Linked DNA regions of Mus musculus: region 2 is linked to region 1. The links are chromatin contacts, called in public Hi-C maps. All regions are on one chromosome and are shown on one strand. The core of a region is the stretch at or near the end of the contact, and the rest is flanking DNA. Distances in the headings are between cores, read along the strand shown. Region 1 overlaps Ank3 (ankyrin 3, epithelial). Region 2 overlaps Ank3 (ankyrin 3, epithelial).

Region 1 (5,830 bases), core at 626-3,125:
GTGTGCTCTCAAATGAAGCGAGCTCGCTGTGGTGGCTGCTTCTGTTCATTGTGGTCCTGACAGGATCGAGAGTCACCCAGAAGCAAGCACCCAGGCACACCTGGGAGGTATTACTTTGGGCTTGCCTGTGAGAGAACCTCCCCCTATTAGGTTAACTGAGGTGCCCTCAAAGTGAGGAGCGCTATTCCCTGGGTTTTCATCTTAGGTTATTTCAAAGGAGAAAGCTAGCAGAGCATAAATATTCACTGTTCTCTACTTCCTGGTTGCATGTAGCTGCTTTAAACCCTTGTTACTATGAATTTCCTGTCATGGTAAACTCTGCCCTTAAACTGTAAGCCAAAGTAAACCCTTATTTCTGTGTTTGTGTGCATGTGTGTCCATGTGTCTTTGTGTGTGTGTGTCTGTCTGTCTGTGTATTTCAGTGTATCTTTGTGTGTGTCCATGTGTCCTTGTGTGTGACCATGTGTGTGTGCATCTCAGACAAAGCCATTAGGTGTCCTGCTCTACCGTGCTACACCTTAGCCATTAGGTGTCCTGCTCTATCATGCTACACCTTAGCCATTAGGTGTCCTGCTCTACCGTGCTACACCTTAGCCATTAGGTGTCCTGCTCTATCATGCTACACCTTATTGCCTTGACACAGGGTCTCACTGAAGCCAGAACTCTTCATTTTTGCCTAGGCTGCCTGACCAGCAAGCCCCAGCTCTCCTCCTGCCTCCCTCTCTCTCTCTCTCTCTCTCTCTCTCTCTCTCTCTCTCTCTCTCTCTCTCTCTCTCTCACACCTCACCTCCTGACACCTTGTACTGAGATCGCATAGGCAATGCCAGGCTATGCCAGGCTTCCTAAGTGGGCATTGGGGAGCACAACTCAGGTGGCTCTGCTTGCACCAAGTTGCTTTCCCCTGTCCCTATTCCTATTGTTTATTGTTAATCGAGCCAGAGTATCGGCGGTTGTGCCAATTAAGCAGGCGTATGAGCTCCTCTGTGATGAGGTAAACTGCTAGACCTGTCTGGGTGTTCAGAACCTGTCCTTACCAACTCAAGTTTCAGGTGGCAGCTCAGTTTTTATCTCTGGCAGCAGACAGAGATCTATCGTATCTAGGTCTTTGCACAAGAAAAGGTGCTGCAGATGTGCAAACAACATTAACAGGCACGTATCCCACCAGCAAGCATCCCACACTGTGTAACGAAAACCTTAATAAACTCAGTGCCTCCAAAGTCCATTCCTAATAGCTATTTGTAGTTTTGTCAGATCTGGGACCACAGGTTCCAAGTCCCCTTCCTCCTCCCGGGTCCCTAACTTACAAATCAAAGCAGTTTAGCAATGGCTCAACGAGGATCCCCTCAAGTAGCCAGTTGTTGCAAGTAGTTGTATTGAGTCTGATACAAATTAAAATGTGGTTACAAATGTAACACTAAATAGAAAATGACTACCTGCTTCTAAATATATTTCTGTCAACAGAATATTAGAATTAAATTTCTAAGTTCCAAACTGGCACTTCTTTTCAATACTTACCTTTATCAAGCTTAAGATAAATGGTAATTTTAAAAGTGCCCCGTCATAGTTGAGCAGTGAAAAATGGAGCCTTACATTGTAGACATGTGGCCTACAGCGCCATCTTCTGGAGTCATCTGGTAGTGATGGTTCTGCAATTTTTTTCCAAATAGAAAACGTTTCTCAAGATTGCATTTAAAGTGCCGAAAGAATACATAACAATTTACTTCTAAAATCCCCCAAACGAATTACAACAAAATAGTTACCTATTTTCAATCTGTTTCAGTAAACTGGCATTTTAAATCAACCGAATGAAGACTGAGGCATAGCAAAAGGAAAGGAAAATATTCCCCAAATAGGCTCTGAAATCTGATACTTGGGAAATGGAAATTGGGCCAAAGTAAACCAGCACTGATACTTCCCACCTCCATATGATCTGTGTGCATAGATTTGCCAGCAACTTGACATTATGACCATAAATTTGGGACCCCAAGGAACGACCTCAGCTATGTTGTTCCTGGGGTCAGACAGTGCGTTAGCCCAGGCTTGGGAATCAGCATTAGCTACGTTTGGGTGTGGTGCACCAGTGTGCCCAGCACAGCAGGTCTGAGCTGCAGCCCCTGGGTGTCATGCTTCTGCCAGGCACCTCGTGAGGGTGGTGTAACTTGAAGACACTTTCCATGAGCCCGTCTCGAGATAGGATTGTACTGATTGTTTTTCTCCATAAATGTAGGGCTAACCATTTAAAGGTCTGAAGAGAGGCATGACAGAGTAATTTTCCTGAAAACTGTGTTTTCAGAAATGGTTACGTAGGCTGAGCAGAAATTAAACCTGAGCATGGAGCTCATCATTCATGGGACATTGAGGCCTCTGTGTTTCTCTCCTTAGACGTCACACTCACACCAACCAGGTCCCAAGCAGCTCTTGAGAGCAAAGGCACCAGACAGACACAGTCTAAGTAAGAGAAGCAGACTTTCAGGCCCCGCCCAGTATAGGACAGTGAAGTCAGAGTATCCAGTGTGGAACTGAGAGTATAAGCTGTTCACAGACAGTGCTTGTGTCTTAAACTGTGCAAATACCAGGGCGGTAGTTCTCAACCTGTGAGTCGCGACCCCTTTGGCAAACCTTTTTCTTCAAAGATATTTACATTACAATTCGTAACAGTCGCAAAATTACAAAGCAACAAAATAAATTTACATGCATATATGTGTGTATGTGTATATATATATATATATATATATATATGTATTTATATTTATATTTATAAAGTAACAAAAATCATTTTATGGTTGAGGGGTCAGTTCAACATGTGGGACTGTATTAAAGGGCCCGCAGCGTTAGGATGGTTGGAATCGACTGTACTGGGGATTCCATGACTGTGAGTGTGATCCACACAGCACATTTATGGTATGGATTATCTTCTGGACATCTTCTCTGTGCAACAGCGGATCTCTAAGCAACGATTCTTGTTCTATATTCCTACTTCTATGAGTGCTATGTCCTCAGGCACACACCAGAACAGGGCATACGATCCCATTACAGATGGTTGTGAGCTACCATGTGGTTGCTGGGAATTGCACTCAGGTCCTCTGGAAGAGCAGTCACTGCTCTTAACCACTGAGCCATCTCTCCAGCCCCTCTACTTCTCTTTTCTAAAAAAAAAAAAAAAAAAAAAAAAAGGACCATTTAAAATGTATATCTCAATGCATATAAATCCATTCTCCCCTCCCCCAAAAGATGTTGGGATTGTCAGACTTATTAGTCATTCTCTGGTCATCTGACTCATCTGTTGGACTCTTCATATCTGCAGTAGACAACTTTGAGAAGGGCTCTATGTTCTCCTGAGTTCTTAAATCCCTTAGGCCATTCTTCAAATAATAATTTGAATTATAGACACATGGATATAACAGAGCTCCCCATAGATTAGCAGCTGGAAACTCTAAGGCCTCTTAATTTTAAAAAGTCTTTTTATTTTTATTTATTTATTTATTTTGTGTGTGTGTGTGTGTGTGTGTGTGAATGCAGGTATGTCTGTCGAGGTCAGAAGACAACTTTGAGAAGTGGGTTCTGTCCTTACCCGATGGGTTCCATGGACTTAACTTGGGACATTGAGCTTGTACCCACCCACTAAGCCATCTCACTGGCCCTCACACGGAACTCTTTATAAAACTTCTTCAAGGAGCACACATCAGCTACAACTTCCCTGTACCTGAATTTAAAGTGCTATCTAAAGGCTTCTCTCTAGATGGGAAATTGGTTACATGTTTACCCTTCTCCTGTTGTTGATCAACTCCCAGTTTCCTGGTTACTGCTTAAGCAACTGCTGAATGCCAGCCCTTCAGTGCCAGACATTGCTTAGCTTAATGTGATTTCACAGTGGTTAGTTTATCTTTTGTGAAGAGAAAACCAAACGTTTAGGGCACACCAACTTCAGAGTCAAAAGCATCGAGAGGAGCTAACCCAGTCAGTCCATGTGGCCATAAGCCATGGTGTTGTGGAAGTTGAACATGAGAGTTCGTTTTATTCCCACCCTTAGGTTTCTCCCACAGCTGGTTTTTTAGTACCCTCTTTTCTTTTAATAAAATATTTTAATTAAGTCTTCCAGACTCTCATACAGTTTCTCCCTCCATTTCCTCCTAGATTTGTCCTCCCCTCCCCATCCCTCCCAACTTCATACCTAATAACTCACCGAACAGTTAGCCGAATGTGTTTCCAGACATTTGGCTACTTCATTTTATTGTCCCTCTTAAGAACAATCCCAGCAAAATGTAGTTTTATTTATCATAGTTATATTATGTATATAATATATTGTATGTATGTTTACTATTGTAACATATAGTAGACTATAAATACTCACTCTTTAAGCGTTCTGTTTTTTATGTTTTATTTTTTAAAATAAATTTGTTTATGTATATGTATAAAGACATCACCTCTGCCTTCAGACCCACCAGAAGAGGGCATCAGATCCCATTACAGATAGTTGTGAGCCACCATCTGGTTGCTGGGAATTGAACTCAGGACTTCAGTGCTCTTCATCACTGAGCTATCTCTCCAGCCCCAAGTTTGTGTGTGTGTGTGTGTGTGTGTGTGTGTGTGTCACCTAATACAACACCCACAGAGCCCAGAAGAAGGCATCAGATACTATGGAGCTGGAGTTATAGGTAGTTTTGAGCCCAGGTTCTCTGCAGGAGCAGCAGATGCTCTTGACCAGAGCCATCTCTCCAGCCTCCTGCCGCCCTCCAAACATTCTGTGTAGCACAGCTTACAGTTCTCCTCCCTCCCTCCCTCCCTCCCTCCCTCCCTCCCTCCCTCCCTCCCTATCTCTTTTTACCCGCATTGCATAGCTAGGCACCCACGTGATCATGTAAAAATGTGGTCAGTCAGTTGCTAGAAGGTAATGTTATTCCATAGACTGATACATCAGACTTAGTTACTTTTTATCCTGTAACTGCTGAGGAAGAGCTAGAGCTAAGAATTCCACAGTGTTGTGCATGGCTGGTACTCGCTCCTCCCACCTCCCCAGGCTCACTCCTGGGACCCACCCATCCTTTACCTTTCGCTGCAATGTCTTAGCATTTAGCAGCCTTCCCTTTAGTGGCTGCCCTTAGCAATCCTTTTCTAGCCCACTATATCACTAATCTTGTGTTTTGGTTAGTTTAGTTTTGTTTTTTTATTTCTCTTTACTTGTTGATCCCTTTTGATTCTCAAGGGAAATATGGCACGCATTTTAAACACACAAACACGATATGACCTGGTTACGAGGGAACTTGGAAAGATCTTGTTTCTACTCTCTTCTGCTGTGGCCTGGAAATCAGAGTACTCAAGGCTGTGTATGTGATCCTATTGAGAGATGGCGCCTAGGGGCCCTGAATATTTCCACTTGTCTGCAGCAGTGCATGACAGTTCATGCCATGACGGAAGCGGGTGTTTCTCTAAGCTGAGGCTTATCTGCAAACCATCTGTTAATATGCATGTTGATGGTTAATTGTCATGCAGATTTTAATGGGGGCCAGAAGATCTGCTAAAAGCTTTAAAGTAAGGGGAGTACAAGACAGGGCTCCAAAGGCTCTACCACACCCTTAAAATGTCAGAAGCTGCAGGACCCTGAGCTTCTGGAACCTTCGTTGAACACAGATTAAAAACCAGCCTGTTGTTCTGTTTGGTGTCTCACAGTAATAATCTCTCTCAGCATGTAGAAAGCAGATGGAGAGAGCTCAGGAGTTCCAGACTCTTCTTGGCTGTATAGCAAATTCAAGACCAGCCTAGACTAGATGAGATCCTGTCTCAAGACAACAAACAGCTGGGCATGGTGGTACATTCCTTTAATCCCCACCCG
Region 2 (6,014 bases), core at 3,020-5,519, 220 kb before region 1:
TCACTGGGGAGATTTTATAAAATCTTTTCAACCCTGTTGAGGCCCTATTCAATATTTATGCTAAATACTGGGAAGTGTCTTTGCCCACCTACCTTTCTCTGAAATTGTTCAAATGACCAGATTCAGGGAGCTTTATTTAAACACACTCAGCAGCTCCCCCCCCCCCCAAGGGATGCTATGATTAAAGACTAAGGGCAGACTTTATACCAAATGAGGAGTTGTGATGCTAGAACTTAGAGCAGAGTGGGATCGCTCATGGGGATCGCCTAGAGTTCAGAGTGGCTAGCTGAATCAAAGCACAGGCCTCCTCATGCTTCCCAACCACTGGGAATGAAGAATGGACAGAGGTTTCTTAAGAGAACTGCCTGTCAGCTTCCTGACGTGTGGGCTCGCTGGGAGATACCTGCTCTGGTCATCTGCTCAACATCCAGAATGCTGATGCTGCACATATACATATTTATGGACTGAGTCCCGTGTGGAAATGCAACAGCTAAGTCCCAAAGAGTCGTAGTGATCCATACACTATATATGTGTATTTGCAGTGCATTTTCCTGTGTTACTTGGGCTATGACAGTGAAGAGCAGCATTTTGTCTATGACACGTGTGAGACAGTGGATGACCGGGAGGTCAGCAGACACTATGGTCTAGACCATTCTTTTGACCGTCTCTCAATTCTCATTTACATGCTTCCCGTTAATAGACAAGCATGTTTTCTTTTTTAACTTTTTAGATTTTTTTTTTACGTCAATATTACTGGTTATTGGCTTGGAGAAACGTTAAAGGCTCCTGCCTCAACATCCACTTTAAGGTATTCTGAAAAACACCTTGGAATATCTGTTTTTGTGTCTTCTATGCCCTTTTGGGGAAGAGGGGGGACTAGGATCGAGACAAGAGAAGACAAAGGGACGAAGTAAAAGGCAGAATGAGACCCACACTGTCTTCACATTGATGCTTTTGTCTGAAGTGTGGGACTCCCTTGGAAGCTTCCAGACAGTGAGTAGGTCCTAAGTTTAGTCAGATTCAGAAAGGAGCTGAGAGACAAGTGTTTCGAGTGGTCCAGCGCGTACCTGCAATCCATGCTCAGGAGAACATTGTGCATTGCCTTGGAGGCCAAAGCTTTAAGGTGTTCAGAGATATTGATGATAGAGCCTTCAGTGTTTTAAACTTTTGTCTTCTCCTCACTGTGTCCTTGCCATCAGGTCCCTCCCAGAGACTAAATCAATCCAGGGGCTGAGGGAAGAAGGTCCTCGTGCTATCCCAGGCTCCATTTTTCCCATCTGTGTTTCTTGAAAACCAGACCAGGGCTAGCCACTTGGCTGCTCACCAATCAGGATCCAGAGACCTCTTGCCCTCTTCTGGCCTCTATGGGCACCTGTGCTCCTGGGTACATAGCTTCCCCTACAGATAAAAGTACATGTCTGTCTGTAGTGGTGGCATTAGAAGTGAAGCCTCCCATGCCAGGCAGGTCCGTTACTACTTAGCTGCGAATAGTGCCCAGTAATGTTGACTTCTTCTCAAGGGTTTTCTTTTACTGAGCTTCTTGCCTTTGTAGTCCAGGCCCCGACTCTTCTTGGTCCTCCAGGCCTCCTGCTGTACCATTCAATGTCTTCCTGAAGAAGAAGCACTAGTCGTTTGTCCATATATAATTTTTAAATCACCAAGGCATATTCTATAAAGAGAATTTGTAATCTGTGTTTACATGAAGCCAAAAGTAAAAGTAAAAAGGGCCATTGTTGTAGAATCAGTCGTGAAGAATTTCAGATTCGGGGCTGTTTCCTTAATAGAAATGTTGAAGGTAGAATTCTCTTTTGGGAAAACAGAAAGCCATCTGTGCCTTAGGTATAAATCAAAAGGAAGAATGTTTTTAATGGAAGATCCATAAGCTCAGATTATACATGGCCACTACACTTTTTATACCACCACAATTTTGAGGAGATGCTAAGGGATCTCTTTTTTTTTTTTTTTTTGTGACTAGGACAAGAGGGGAAAAATTAACATTAGACACCCAGCTTACATTCTAGTCCTTTTCCTTAAACAGTGTCTAAGCAAGAGCTAAGAAAACTAGGGCAAGGGCTATTTTTAAGGCATCTTTAAAGTTCTTTATTTGGGGGATTTGCAAGCAAAATGGTGTGAAGATTTGCCTGACTGCAGTTGTTAGTTCTGCCAGATTTGGAAAGCAGTGTGAAAATAATATTGATTCCACTTATTATTTCCTATTAAGAATTTACCAAATCTTATCAAATCGATCCAATCCCATGTGCGTTTGTGTCTGAAGATAAGACAGATGAGGTTCTGTGGCGATGAAAATTCCCTACCTAGAAGAGCAAGCGCGTGTGCCTTTTCTCGAAAGCCATAACTCCAGTGAGATAATCTGCAGGGCCTGAAGTCCTCAGCCCTACATACAGGGTCTTCAAATCTTCTCTCTCATTTCTTGCAACAAGTATAGCATCTGTCTTAGCCAGCAGGGGTTGAGGAAAGAGAAGAGCATCAACCTCAACCCTGTCTTTTCATACTCATGGAACAGTCAGCAATTCACAAAGCATGCTGGGGACTCATCTAGCTGACTGTATCATAGGAGGTGGACCAGGCCGGGGAGGGGGTGGGGGAGGAATGAGCTGTTTAAGACCTTGATACATTGTGGCAGTGCTCTGTGGAGACAACACTGTCTCCATGACGTCATGGAGACACAGAAGCCAAGCACAGCTCTTCCGTGCTGGTCACTGACAGAATTCAGGATGGTTATTATTCATATGGCTCTCCTGGCCCTATGGCTCACACCTACCTACAGGAGACCCTAAGGGTCTGTGCGTATGGAGGGTACTCTGTACTTGATGAGAAGGGCCTGCAGACTGAGACAGTGTTCCTGAGGTTGAATTTCCTTCTGAATTTCTGACCTCCTGGCCTTGGTGTTCAATGGTTACCAACTGCTCCTTGCTTTTTCCTTCTTGGGAGAGATATGGCTCTGTCCTCAGTCTGCCAGGCTGGTGCAATGGGCCACAGATCTTAGTCCCACAGAGGTTCACTCTCAGACAACCCAGACTTATACAAAACATGTGATGAAAGGATGAGACTCTGTCACAAGGTCCTATGGATACAAAGCAATATGAGAAGCCAAAGGAAGATAGTGGTATACTCAGAGCTTCTGAAAGCAAATGCTCTGAGAGATACAGGAACACAGATCTACTATTTGAAAACACAAAGTTACCATTTCAGGCTCCTTTGTTCATCTGCTCTTCCTCTTTTCCTCTTTCCCTGTCTTTCCTTCTCTGTCTACTGAGAGTCCAGTAGGATTAGTCCAACCAAAGCATCATTTAACTCACCATACATGTACAGAAGAGCAGTCATGGCCGTCCTAGAGTCTTAGAAAGCTTGCTAGACTCAGAAAAGAAAATGGTTTGTTTGCTCACTTATATCTCCTACTTGTTAATAGGTCCCGGGTGCTCTTCATTTGGAATTGTGATGGGGGAGGGGGAAATGCACTCTCCTCCGAGGGTGGCAATAGTCACCTCATCTGTGTGTGCTGGGAACTTGACCTAAGAGTTGGTGATGTCCCTAGCCAGTCTAGACATCCTCTCTGTCTTTCGCTTTTAACTGTTCCTCTTTCCGCCCATTCCTCCCTCCCTGCTCCTTTCTGGCTTCCAAAAGCAAAGCTTTCAGTAAGACTTTATTATGGGAATTGTCCTTTTCAGACTTCCTTTAAAATTTGTGACTAATTGTAATTCACAGTTCAAATGAGCAGGAGAAGAAATAAATGACCATAATGTACCCACATTTTACCTTGACATGGGACACACTTTTAATCTTAAACGCATTTTGGAAGAACTTTCATGTGTTGTCAGTTGAGCTCTTAGTTTTGTAACCCTATCAGAAACCAATTTTGAAACTCTGGAAACATACCTTTCCACAGCCCCCTCCCCGACACACATACACTTCTAGGACAATCCCATGAGACCTTGAGGCTGCTGACAGTTCATCCTCCGCCCCCTGTGGCTGCTCAGTGCTCTCTTAAGGTCCCTGGGTCTCATTCACCAGAACTTCCGTGGTTGGTGCTCATTTCTTTATCCGAGCCTACAGTTTCTTCCCGAGACACTGCTGTTCAGCTGAGCTGAGCTGAGCACTTTGACCGGGATGCAAATAATGCAAACATGTGTCATTTTATTTTCTCACCTCCCAGAGGGACCTTCCCACACGCTTCTGCCCCTGGATGGAGTGCTGTATGACTGTGAATAATTCACTGGGGTGAATAATTCTGCATTTGGCAATCCTATGACAAAATGAGTCCCGTGAACACAGCAGATGTACATTCTGAGTGGCTGCCATCAGCGTGCATCTGGGGAGTTATTTACTGGTTATTGGCAGATTCGGGGGAGGGGAATGGGGGAGGCAGAAGAGCCAAGGACTCTGCTCTCTCCTCCTTTCTTTTTCTGACAATTGCCCCAGGACGGAACCTTCTCAGTCTGAATCCTTCCATGGAACTCTTAGAGGGAAACGTTTATGCTCCTGGTTTTCCCCTGAACCAGGAGATGCGGGCCCTGCCCTGGCCATTATATAAACTCCAGTCACTCATAGGAAAACAGTCGAGGCCAAGCTCTGTGGCCTCTGTGTGGCATTGTCCAGCTTTACCCAAGTGAATTGGGGGGATTTTTCGCTCTGAAACTTGGAGAGCAGCTTAAGTAATTGGAGCTACATTATTCCTCCTGGAGCCTGCCAGGTCAGTAGCCCCAATAAAGCATGGAAGGATACAGGGAACCCAAATGGGCAATGGTAGGGACACACCATCATATCTTTGTCCCTGTGCTGACACTGCAGAACTCCATGCCTCCTGTCTGCTGTGGTCCTGCGGGAGACAGTGCTTGTGCCTCATCTGCACTCCTCACACTGAAGTCTCCCTTCCCGTTTGCCTGTCTTCCTGTATCTTTGATCACAATAAGACTGACGTGCAGTCAGAACATCTTCCTGAATTGTAGCATCACATATCTCCCATGTTGCTAGTGCTGGGCAAGAGTGAGCAGCTTGGCCTTGTCTGGAGGCTTCAAAGCACAGGCCTTTGAAGTCATGACTCTTTTTTGGCGATGTTGTTGCGATTCCTCCTGTGTTCCTAGTCTCCTATGTCCCCTCCCTGCTTGCCCTAGCTTGCTTTCTGTCACTATAATAAAGACCACGACCAAAAGCAACATTTGGTGAAAAGGTTTGCAGTCCATCATTGAGGGAAGCCAAGGCAGGAACTCTAACAGGGCAGGAACCTAGGAGCAGACACGGCAGCGGAAACTATAGGGGAACACTGCTTCCTGGTTTGTTCTCCAGGGCTCATGCAGTTTGCTTACTTATACCACCCTGGACTATCTGCCCAGGAGTGATGTCCTTAATCAAGAAAGTGCTCCACAAATTTCCCCACAGGAAATCTCTCAATTGAGGTTCCATCTTTCTAGATGACTCTAGCTTATGTCAAGGTGACAACTGACTGGGACACTGCACTAAAAATATAAAATAAAATAAAATAAAATAAAATAAAATAAAATAAAATAAAATACCAGGCCCTTCTCAGAAGCATGCATCCAGCCATGCTCTAAGACTCAGAGTTAGCAGCCTACACTCAAATGTTTGCTCAAGCTCCCAATATATATATATATATATTTAGATGCATATATAGATATTTAGATAGATAGATAGATAGATAGATAGATAGATAGATAGATAGATAGATATTTAGGTACTTATATATGTATATATTTAGATACATATATAAATATATATATTTATATTTTGATACATAGAAATATATATATAGATAAATATATAAATGTATTTAGATACATACATACATACATGATCACCTTCTTGCCTTGCCCATCCCTAATCATAAGTGACAAACCATAATGTAACTTTGACTTTCTTTACCGTAATACTTGGTATATAGTAAGCCCCACATCTAGCCTCACAGTTGATATACATGAATAGTAAATCCTTTAGCTGTCAGCTGTGTAGCCTCAGCACAGTGGCTGCCTTCCGGTCCT

Evidence for each region. Hi-C and Micro-C count contacts between places; a contact is called where the count stands out from the background.
Region 2: a contact with region 1 is called in a Hi-C map of embryonic fibroblasts, with 6 times the contacts expected there. The contact joins two enhancer-like sites. A contact is called at or near these places in 5 of 484 Hi-C or Micro-C datasets (the 3T3-L1 cell line, the N1E-115 cell line, embryonic fibroblasts and 2 more) and 1 of 115 datasets of contacts at active chromatin or transcription factors (pancreatic cancer cells).

What each region holds. Positions count from the first base shown.
Region 1 is chr10:69,963,211-69,969,040 of GRCm38.p6, forward strand. The region is part of intron 29 of Ank3 (ankyrin 3, epithelial); the gene reads left to right. Among named protein-coding and RNA genes, the nearest start is that of Gm33361, 45 kb to the left of the region's middle. Within about 2 kb of position 1,876, at least 41 of the 459 cell types and tissues checked have an H3K27ac peak or open chromatin away from gene starts, as enhancers often do. A contact at or near this core is called in embryonic fibroblasts and pancreatic cancer cells, where this site is marked.
Region 2 is chr10:69,740,147-69,746,160 of GRCm38.p6, forward strand. All of the region lies in intron 1 of Ank3 (ankyrin 3, epithelial), which reads left to right. Among named protein-coding and RNA genes, the nearest start is that of Gm33416, 120 kb to the right of the region's middle. Within about 2 kb of position 4,270, at least 57 of the 459 cell types and tissues checked have an H3K27ac peak or open chromatin away from gene starts, as enhancers often do. A contact at or near this core is called in embryonic fibroblasts and pancreatic cancer cells, where this site is marked.